Regions from separate parts of the Mus musculus genome. Here regions 2, 3 and 4 are each linked to region 1. The links are chromatin contacts, called in public HiChIP or PLAC-seq maps. All regions are on one chromosome and are shown on one strand. Each heading gives the region's core, a stretch centred on a gene start, on an enhancer-like site or on the middle of the called end of the contact. The rest is flanking DNA. Distances are from core to core; before and after follow the strand shown.

Region 1 (2,511 bases), core at 4-2,503:
AGAACCTTTCTAAACAGGTCTACTTCCCCATATCCTTTGGTTTTTCCTACTTCTCTGGAGGGTGGTGGGCAAGAAGGGAGGTTAAAGTGTTTAAGAAACATCATTAAAAATAGGCTTTAAAAACTTAAAATTACAAAAGTCTAGCTGGGCTACTCATTTGTGCAAAGGTTCCCTGACGATCCAGCAGCTGTCAAGACTGGAAACTTGTCTTTGAACCAGACACTTCAGTCACTCCATCTGTTGTGGCACCTGTAGAGTTTCCCGTGAAGTAACTGGTGACAGAATTCCATGGATAAAGGTGCTTGCTGCCAACCCTGAAGAAATGCACCAAAGATGGATTCTTGGGCCCTACTTGAGGAAAGGGAGAAAGTTGTCTTCTGACCTCTACTCTGGCCAAGGCTGGTTCTGAACTTGTGATTCTTCTGCCGTACTTGGTTGTATGTGGTGCTGGGGCTCAAACTCAGGGCTCTGTGTATGCTGGGCAAATACATTACTACCGAGCTATAGCCCCAATGGGCAATTCACCTTTTAATAGAAAGTGAAGCGTAAACAGTGCCAGATTTGTGTTGGTGACTGAAGTAGCTGCATTCAACTCTTGCAAAGCACATTCATGCAGGCAGGACCCTGTGTGCTCGCCTATCCTGTGTTCAGAGGGCCGCGGGGAAACCGTAGGAATGGAATTCAGCAGCTGGAGAAGGCACTTTAATTCAGCAGCTGGAGAAGGCACTTTGAGCTAGGCTGTAGAAAGTAAGAGACCCTGACCACACCACAAGAGCATATCTTTAGATAACCGAAACTGGAGAAAAACCAAACTGGGGCAGAATGAATGTGTGCATGGGGCTTCGATGTGGGAATGGGTTTCTCTGAGATTTTTTTTAAAGGAATTTTTATATCAACAACCAGGAATCCAATAAAACTATCTTCTCCTAAGGCCCTGGTAGTTTGAAGGATCTAGGGAAAGGCAGCGAGTCTTCGCAGTGCGCGCCACATCCCGGGTACTCCACACTTCTTCCAGGCCGGGGATGCCCAGCTGTCATCCCATCTCGGGCCGAACCCCCCCCCCCCCCCCCCACACACACACACACCCGACTTCCTTTCTATCCTTACAGCTCCAGCCTTCTCTGCCCGAAGGGAAGCACAGGCTGGAGCAAGCTCTCTAGGCTCATCCATCAGCAGTGGAGGAGGAGGAGAGGAGGGGCAGGAGGAGGAGTTTCTAGGCGGCCGAGCCCCCGAGGCCCGCGGTGCCCTTCCCCCCTTTCGCTGATTGCTGTGGCTGCGCGCCCGACCCCGCCCGCGCGTGTGCGCGGCCGAGTTAGGGCGCCGCACGGGCCTGATGGGGGTGATCCAGGCTTTCGGGGACGCCGAGCGCCACTTTCCTCCTCCCTGGCAGTGAGAGAGAGAGAGAGGTGGAGAGGGAGAAGCGGGCTGCTGTCCTTCCAGGCCACTTTCGCTGCGCGATTCCGCGAGCTCCCGGCAGGAGGTGAAAGTCCCCGGCGGGGTCCGGATGGCGCAGTTGAACTGCGGCTGCTGAGCTCGCGGCCGCCTGCGCGCGCTGGGCGCGGGGACTCGTCTGGGCTACTCCCCCACCTCGCGTTGGACGACCGGTCCTGGACACACCGCTTGCGAGGTACGTGCGGTTTGGCGCCCTATCAGAGGCTGTGCACGCTGCGTAGTGCGGGTCGGTGCCTGCTTTGCGGGGTTGCTCTGGCCATCCAGGACCCCGAGGCTGGGACCTGGCTTTGGTCCCGCAGGGTTGACGCTGAGCGGAACCGGGATCCGCTGCGGTCCCGGGTGGGCAGCGCCGGGGAGGAGTTCCCCACACCCGCTTTCGCTCTTCCTCTCCACGGTTTCCTAGTCCCGTGCGGGGCTGCAGGCCACTGCGCTCCTGGCGCGTGACAGCGTGGGTGGGCACTCGACCATGATGGGTAGCAGAGGCCGCGGCCGCGGGACTCGCGCGCCAACGCCAGTCCTGGGTCCCCGCTGGCCGCGCCCTGGCTCGGGGAGTCAGTCCCGAAAACGCTGTGAAGGACGCTCCCGGGTTAACCTTGTGGCGCTCCCGCTGATGGTAGAGGCTCCCTACGATTTGTGAACTTGGTTGGGACAAACTTGAAACTCTTGGATGTTGCTAGAGGAATCCGCTTGTAGAGTTGGGCTTATTGGGGCATTTGTCCCACCTTCCCGCACCGGATAGGAGTGCAGACAGCTGGAGTGACAAGCCGCAAGTATCACGGCTTAGGTGTTGGTGCAAACAGTTGCCCTACTCGCTAACCGTGAACTGGGAGGACACGGTCCCCCAAGGTGGCTGTGCGGTTTGGAGGAGTGCACAGATGTTTCTGACTGGGACCGTGCGGAGCGCAGCACAGGTGTTAGCGCCTCGTGCTGCGCCCTGCTGTGACAGGAGAGCCGCGAGGATAGGCATCCCGTGAGTGTCAGACTGAGATAAAGAACCAGCCAATTTAAAATTTCTTCTTTCTTCGAAGAAGTGAGCGGTTTGGGAGGGTACCAACACGC
Region 2 (2,511 bases), core at 5-2,504, 460 kb after region 1:
CATAAGACAAGAATGTCCTGGATTCCTCCCTGTCTATGAGGCCAGGCAGACTTCTAAGTTCCCTTAAGGAGGGAGGGAGGGAGGGAGGGAGGGAAAGAGAGAGAGAGAGAGAGAGAGAGAGAGAGAGAGAGAGAGAGAGAGAGAGAGAGAGAGAGAGAGAGAGAGAGACTGTCTGTTTTCAAATTAAAGAAACCAAGGTCGGGAGACATAAGACAAGAATGTCCTGGATTCCTCCCTGTCTATGAGGCCAGGCAGACTTCTAAGTTCCCTTAAGGAGGGAGGGAGGGGGGAGGAAGGGAGAGAGACAGAGAGAGAGACAGAGAGAGAGAGAGAGACTGACTTTTATGCTTTTTGCAATTATAAATACCTCTGATCAGTCGACGTGGCAGGCTGTTTGTCTCCCTGCCAGGCTGGTGACAATGTAATGATAGTATTGTTAACCAGTGTCTTCAGTGATCGTCCACATTTGTCAGACTGTAGAACCGCCTCTGCTGAGCCAGGTGCTTACACACTGGAAGTAAAGCTCAGAAGCAGCCTGCTACCTGGACAAGAAGTCACTATTACTAAACCAGCAGCTGGTGCCTTAGAAACAAAAGCGAATGACCCTGTGTCCAGTCACTGTCGTTCATGTGACATCTCAGGGTCGCTGTGCATCTAACAGCGGAAGACAGTGCCTATCTTTTACCATTTTTAAGAAACATGTCCTAAATCTTAAACAGGAAACGAGATGTTTCTGGTGACTCGGAAGTACAAGCATGGTTGGTTGTGAGGAGGTTTGGTAGAAAAAAGTAGAATTTGAAGCCTGTGTGCCCCAAGTCCGCATAATCATTTCTTCTTTCTTTAGTTGGGTTTGGGGTAGGGGTGGGGCTGGGGGACTGGTGTGGGCTCTGTAGAGAGTGCTTATTCACCTGCATAGCCCCTGGGTTCAGTCTCCTGTGCCACAAATGAAGACTGGAAAGGGGGAACCTACATGCTGAGCACGGCACACTGTTTGGTTGGACAATCAAGGAAACCAATGTTCCGCATACAGGGCTTACAGTTTCGCGGAGAGAAACTCTCTGCTCCCGAGGGCAGATGCCCCCACCCCTTGGCTCTCCCGCTGGGGCTTCCCAACTGGACTCTTCCAACCCCTCGCTGGAGGCTTGGACAGCGGCTGGTCGTGGAGTGCGGACTGAGTTACCGCTCTCACCACAAGACAAACATTTGCCATCCGCGGAGGCCGGAAGGGGAGGTTGTGACGATCTTGTTTCTTGGCAACTGAGAACCATCCTGTTAGAGGTGGCCAGTCTGCTTTCAAAACAAAAAGGAGCCTGTAACTGTAAAGGGCTACCGGGCTCCCGCTCCCCCACCCACTTAGAAGCAAAACCTATTTATGAGGCTTTATTAAGTGCAAATAAGTCCCTCGGCTTCAGCTGGGACTCCGCAGCTGCTGAGGATGCGGCCATTTGCATATAAATGACATGATTTCGGCTCAGAGAAGAATATCAAAAAATATACATGTCGACAATGGAATCTTGATAGATTCACACATATTAAGGTCAGATGTTGTAATTTTTAAGGCTGCTGCATGCTGATGGCTGAATCTTATCACACGTTCAATTCTGTTTGAGTTATATTAGGTTTATCTTCTATGAAATGGAGGATTTTTATTGTGAATTAATTAAGCTACTTTTTCCTCCCTAAAGATGAGAACATTTAGGTCAATAAGCTAAATGCTCTACAAATGCATAGGCTGTGTGATAGCCAAAGTTACCGACGCCAAACTTGGTTTTCGTCCTAGCTAACAGAGGGCTGTGTGCCCAGGTGCTCACAGAAGGGAGCACGGAGACTTCCTTCATGTCAGTGTGTCTGCTGCAAGAGTAGCTGCCCTTTGAATCACCGAGGAAATTTTCTTATTCTTTTTACATGTATGCACACACTCCCACATGTGTGCATGCACAGACATGTATACATACATAGGACCAAAGGACACTGAGTGTCATTCCCTATCAGCTTTCCACCATTTCTTTGTTTAAATGATTTTATTTATTTTTGTGTGCATTGTTGGTTCTCTTGCTCGTGTGTCTGTGTGAAGTTGTCAGATCTCCCGGAGTTGGAGTTACAGACAGCTGTGAGCTGCCATGTGGGTGCTGGGAATTGAACCCTGGTTCTCTGGCAGAGCAGCCAGTGCTCTTCACTGCTAAGCCATCTCTCCAGTCCTCTTTGTTTAAATGTGAACGATTGGCTTCTAACTTCCCCAGAACTTACCAACTAAGTTAGGTTGGATGGCCACCAGGCCCCAGGGGTTCGCTGTTAACATGTCTTCAGTGCCAGGATTATAAGTGAGAGTCTTCATTCCTGGGCTGTTTTGTTTGTTTCAGTTTTTAATTTAAAAATTTAGATAACTTTCCTCCATTCCCTTTTTTTCTCCCCTCCCCCCATGCCTTTATTTCTCCCCCCAAATTCCTGGACTCCTCTTCCCTAATGGTTATATGCAAATACATATATATATATATAAATATATAAATACAG
Region 3 (2,511 bases), core at 6-2,505, 430 kb before region 1:
TGCCGCCCCGCCCCCTGGACGCCAGCTGCAGCACGAGGTTGCCTTCCCACGCGCTGGGCCTCCTTGCCATCCCCTTACCCCTCCTACCCGGAACCCAGCAAAGCCCTCCGAAGCGTAGGTTTGTGGCCTGGGCGAGGACGCCACCTCTGTGTCTACCCTGTCCCGCGTGGTGCTGACGCGCAGACCCAGCGCGGGACCAGACAGCCCTGCTTCCCACGGGTCCCGTTCTTGGCTATCGCAGGACCGAACCTCATCGAGGCCTCCAGAACTCTTGCCCTGTTTTCTTGCTCTTCATGCTTGCTTTAAGAATTGTCCTCTGGTTGGAGCGTCTGGCTGTACAGACAGGGAGTGCGGGAAAATTAAAGCGCCGGAGCCTGGGTTCTGGGAGCCAAACCCGACCAAGGCGTGTGACTATACATTATGACTGGGAATCTGAAGCAGGAGTCCTTGGGCTCCTTTTAAGTGGGTACAACAGGGTGTGTTCTGTACGCGCTCCTGGGGGGGGGTGGCGAAGAGGCTCGGGTTCCTCAGTCTGAACTGCACGAAGCCCAAAGACCCGGGGCGTGCGCCGGCCTGTGCCCCAGTCTTTGAGCCCGCCGCCGCCGTTCAGCCTCTATTGCCTTGGACCTTGGAGGCAGGCGGATTCGTTTCACCCTAGGCCTCCCTAGGGTCGCCCCCGGAGCGGGCCAGGAGCTGGGACGCAGTCTCAGCCCCGCCTCCTGCAGGGCTCAGGTTTCGACCCGAGATTAGGTGAACTGATTGGGGGTTAAAGAGAGCGACGCCAGCTCTCGGTCATGCTCAGGGACCCTGGCCTCCTGGCCAGGCCTTCTGGCCACTGCTCACTCGTGCGCGCTCCGGTTTCATCTTGCTGGCCCGCGAAGTCGTTGGCACTCATTAAATTTGGGCACCGCGTGTTTGCCAGTAAGCACGCAGTTTAAACTCAACTTCCCTAGGACAAGATTTTTGGTGAGCAGATCAGAAAATAATTCTTTCTGGGACTTAGTTTCTGAAGCAAGGCCTACAGGTCTGGAATGTTTCTCAGTGGTCGCCGTCCTGGCCGGTGCCACACCACTATTCCAGTGGGCGTTTCTCCTGGGACAAGTGTTGGTCCTTTGCCACTCCCACCTCACTTTCCTGTGCCTCTGGCTTCCTGACTTCTGCTCCAGCCACTGCAGCACATAGTCCCTAGGCAAACCAGTCCCTAGTACGCCCCTCTTTCGCTTCTGTTCGTCGCGGGGCTCCTGGAGGTTTTGGCTCCAAGCCCCTTCCGGGTCCCAAACACTGATGCCCCCTGACTGGCTAAACTAAGCCACGCATCCCTGGCGTGAGCCACAACCCAGAAGGGAGCAGGTGGGCTTGCAGGGTTGACTTGGGATAACGGACCAGTTGTGGACTACTGCTCTCAGGAGAGTGATGATCTAGCTTTGGTAGGGAAGGGGAGGGGCTGAGGCGTGGGCAGGGCAGAGCAAAGGGACCAGAGCCAGAGCCTGGGGACAGGTTTTACCACTGAGCTGTTGCAGTGGCGGCGGAGGCCGGGATTCGTGCCACCTGTCCGAGTGCCACCTGGTGAGCGTGGCGCCTGGGTCCAGGCCCCTCCTCCCGCGGCTTCCCTCTCTCCTCCCTGGCCCACACTCTTCCTTGGCCTGGGAACCTACCACAACCGCCATCGGTGCTGACCCTCGTTTCCACCCAATTTTCCCCCTTCTCTCAGAACTCAGAGTATCCGAGGGTCCAAACATTCGTCCAGCGGCTGACCACCATGCCGCGCTCATTCCTGGTCAAGAGCAAGAAGGCGCACAGCTATCACCAGCCGCGTTCTCCGGGGCCGGACTACTCCCTGCGCCTGGAGACCGTGCCTGCGCCGGGCAGAGCAGGTGCGAAGCGCGCAGAGGCCGGGTAGGGCAGCTGCCGAGGACACCGACTCTGCTCCAAGCCACCTCGTTTCCTAGGAATCGGGGGAGGCTATCCTAACGCCCCTCGGGTGCTTTTTTGTTTTTGTTTTTGTTTCCCGGTGCTCAGATTTGCTGAGCTTGCCAGAGATGCCCCTGGCGCTCGCAGTCGGCTCTTGAATTCGGGAGGGAGGGCTCCCGGTTGGGTCAGAGTGGACAGAGGAGGACACGGGCGCCACGGTGGAACCACTTCAGTTCGGCCAGGTTTAGGTTTATTTCTCTCCTGAATCTTTTCCGCAGAGGGCGGCGCTGTGAGTGCAGGCGAGTCGAAAATGGAGCCCCGAGAGCGTTTGTCCCCCGACTCTCAGCTTACCGAGGCTCCCGACAGGGCCTCCGCGTCCCCCAACAGCTGCGAAGGCAGCGTTTGTGACCCCTGCTCCGAGTTCGAGGACTTTTGGAGGCCCCCTTCTCCCTCCGTGTCTCCAGGTAAGCCTTGATTCGAGGTCTTGTGGCAGAGTTCTGGAGTCGCAGCACGGAGGGAAGCCCGCACAAGGGATGCAGAGGGTCGGCCTAGGGATCTGGCTCCTAAGGGAACAGGGTTCAGGGGAGGCATCCAGCTTTT
Region 4 (2,511 bases), core at 6-2,505, 410 kb after region 1:
ATGGGTATTTTGTTCCCCATTCTAAGAAGCAATGAAGTATTCACACTTTGGTCTTCCTTCTTCTTGAGTTTCATGTGTTTTGCAAATTGTATCTTGGATATTCTAGGATATCATCCTGAGTGAGGTAACCCAATCACAAAAGAACACACTTGATATGCACTCAACTGATAAACTGATATTAACCCAGAAACTTAGAATATCCAAGATACAATTTGCAAACTCTGCTTTAATGGCCTTGAAATACTCTGGATTTATCAATTGATAACTATATTGGCAGCAAGTCACTTTGCATTTCTGTTTACTTGTCTTTTTTCTCCATTTTGGTTCCATACTTTGACTTTGGATTGCTTATCTTTATAGTTTTTTCTCTAGCATACTTTTTCTTACCTAAGAAATTTTATTCTGATTAATAAATCAACAAATACTAAGTGCTTTCTTAAATTTTTAAATATTTTGTGGGGTAGGGAAATACTTTATATTAATTTTTAAACAGATGGTAAAAGGACCATTTTTAAATATATTCCCCAAATAACAATATTCTTGTGGTTTACATTGCACATTGTTCTTTCAGAAGCTCCTTCTGACACACTACATTACTGCATTCTCATTGCACACACTCAGCAGGCTCCTGCTTGGGACAGTGACTCGAGCTGACCTAGCTCCTTCCCAGGCTCTCAGTTAATTCTGTCTGTTTTATAACATTCTTAATGCTGCTCACTCTGTTGTCATGACAGACATAGTCTCATCTTCAAGAAAAACTATGTTCATACATCAATGCCAATGGCTCCCTTGAGACCCAGTATGCCATGTCTCTCTTCCTGGCTGTTTTCTGTGTATGTTTGTAGGACTGGAATATTTTGGATGTAGACAAGTACTAATTAGACCCCATGGCCTCTGCAGTGAAATCTTCCATCAATCTCACTGCTTCTCCCATCCCCTCTTCCCAGCCACCTTGTTATTCTATTTTCAAAGCATTTTATTTTGAAACTCCAATTTAACTAAAAATTGCTAAAGAATTATCTGATTATTAATCTTACAAATCAGATCCAAGTTTTGAGCTCCTTTGAATTAAAGCTCCTTGAGGCTGCTGTAGCTTGTCATCCATCATTTCTTAATTTACAAAATTAAGCAACATTTACTAAATATTGGGCACCACAGCCAAATTTTAGGCATCTACCTAAAAACGTTATGACCTTAGTAATTGAGAACTGTACACACAGTCTTGTAGGTTGTAGGTGAGGTTTATGACAGGCAGGCTACGGGAGCTCAGGATCGTCAAGCCGTGACCCTTTCTAAGCTGTGTAAAGACTGCCTTCTTTATTTCCCTGTTTTCATAAATAAATCTTGATTCTCTCCAAGGTCGTAATGGCTTTGCTTCCTGTCTGCAAGTCATATTAGCCACGTTTAAAATGTTACTTAAAACTCAATTTTCCTATTAGGTCATCCCATAATGACCATTCTCTTAGGTAAACTTCTTCTCAACTTAAGTTTGCATGTAAATATTGTCAGTCAGTGGATTCTGTTCTCTGTCTTCCTGTGGTTATCTCCAGCCAACTGTAAGTCCTGTACATTGTGCTTTCTACATTTTGGGGATGTTTGGGGGTCATTACAAGCACACAGTGCACATTAAGTAGATGTTAAGAAAATGCTTGTTAAACTTATTTCTTAAAAACCAAGTTGTATCAGCTAATGTGGAAAGTGTTTCTTTTTCCATCTTTTCTAACAGAGGCAGGAAGACTAATGGCTTGGTATTATATTACATTTGAGACAGTCAAGAAATTTTGTGCAATCAGTGGAAAAGAAACTTTATTGGATTTAGTAAGTTTCATTGGAAATTAATAATTATAGAATAAGAGTAATATTGGAGAGATAACTCATCTGTATATCTCCTATAACTTAAAATTGAATGATCAGAAAGGAAAAAATGATTTGAATGGTTATGTTTCCCTCTAATCATGAAATAGAGAATTTAACTTCTAAGAATAAATTATATTTTCATTTTTGTTTCTCACCAAAGCTAAGAAAACTTATATACAAATAGGTATGGCAACTATCCTACAACTTACTTGATTATGACAACTTCAAGTATAGCATCATATATTAGCAGAGTCTGCCATGAATGAATGGCATGACATTCATCCATTCACGCATGAGTACATGAATTGCTGTGGTGCCCTGTGCCTGTATCCCTTCCCTAAATTATTTGCCTAAGCATACCTGTAACAGTGGCAATAGAATAGTGTTGTGACAGCCCAGGTGGGGACCAAAAGCTGATTCTGGAGAAAATGGGACCAATAAATAGGTTGTACTCAGAGATCAACAGTGGGAAGAGTTTTGCAGCTACCGTAATGAAGGGACCAACAGACTTCTGCTGGAAACATGGGTATACAGAAGAGATTGGTAGAAGATATTTATTCTTAAATTTGAACCATACTAGATATCATTAGTTACCACAGTAATTATTTTATTAAAGACTGCACAGTAAAATTCTGTTAAGGAGTCATGTGAGCA

The links. HiChIP or PLAC-seq counts read pairs in DNA pulled down with a chosen protein or histone mark.
Region 2: an H3K4me3 HiChIP or PLAC-seq map of craniofacial prominence shows a contact between it and region 1, with 5 times the contacts expected there. The contact joins the enhancer-like site here to the promoter of Tgfbr3 in region 1. A contact is called at or near these places in 2 of 39 promoter capture datasets (the C10 cell line and embryonic stem cells), 1 of 15 datasets of contacts at CTCF or cohesin (large pre-B cells), 1 of 484 Hi-C or Micro-C datasets (pre-B cells), 7 of 115 datasets of contacts at active chromatin or transcription factors (SST interneurons, bone marrow-derived macrophages, craniofacial prominence and 3 more) and 2 of 9 other capture datasets (embryonic stem cells and liver).
Region 3: a contact with region 1 is called in an HNF4G HiChIP or PLAC-seq map of pancreatic cancer cells. The contact joins the promoter of Gfi1 here to the promoter of Tgfbr3 in region 1. A contact is called at or near these places in 4 of 484 Hi-C or Micro-C datasets (CD4 T cells and embryonic stem cells) and 2 of 115 datasets of contacts at active chromatin or transcription factors (memory CD8 T cells and pancreatic cancer cells).
Region 4: a contact with region 1 is called in an H3K27ac HiChIP or PLAC-seq map of large pre-B cells, with 3 times the contacts expected there. The contact joins the enhancer-like site here to the promoter of Tgfbr3 in region 1. A contact is called at or near these places in 1 of 39 promoter capture datasets (cranial neural crest), 1 of 15 datasets of contacts at CTCF or cohesin (large pre-B cells), 1 of 484 Hi-C or Micro-C datasets (embryonic fibroblasts), 12 of 115 datasets of contacts at active chromatin or transcription factors (the 230-238 cell line, DN3 thymocytes, the NIH/3T3 cell line and 8 more) and 2 of 9 other capture datasets (adipose tissue and embryonic stem cells).

What each region holds. Positions count from the first base shown.
Region 1 is chr5:107,288,371-107,290,881 of GRCm38.p6, reverse strand. It overlaps Tgfbr3 (transforming growth factor, beta receptor III), which reads left to right and starts at 1,253. Exons shown (of 17, transcript NM_011578.4): 1 at 1,253-1,627.
Region 2 is chr5:106,824,219-106,826,729 of GRCm38.p6, reverse strand. No RefSeq gene overlaps it. Among named protein-coding and RNA genes, the nearest start is that of Gm33327, 23 kb to the right of the region's middle. Within about 2 kb of position 1,254, at least 126 of the 459 cell types and tissues checked have an H3K27ac peak or open chromatin away from gene starts, as enhancers often do. A contact at or near this core is called in SST interneurons, craniofacial prominence, memory CD8 T cells and 1 more, where this site is marked.
Region 3 is chr5:107,723,087-107,725,597 of GRCm38.p6, reverse strand. Gfi1 (growth factor independent 1 transcription repressor) reads left to right here and starts at 1,255. Exons shown (of 6, transcript NM_010278.2): 1 at 1,255-1,874; 2 at 2,190-2,375. The coding sequence starts at 1,760. RefSeq lists a promoter at 1,236-1,624.
Region 4 is chr5:106,881,100-106,883,610 of GRCm38.p6, reverse strand. It overlaps Hfm1 (HFM1, ATP-dependent DNA helicase homolog), which reads left to right. Exons shown (of 40, transcript NM_177873.3): 22 at 1,727-1,818. Among named protein-coding and RNA genes, the nearest start is that of Hfm1, 44 kb to the left of the region's middle. Within about 2 kb of position 1,255, at least 6 of the 459 cell types and tissues checked have an H3K27ac peak or open chromatin away from gene starts, as enhancers often do.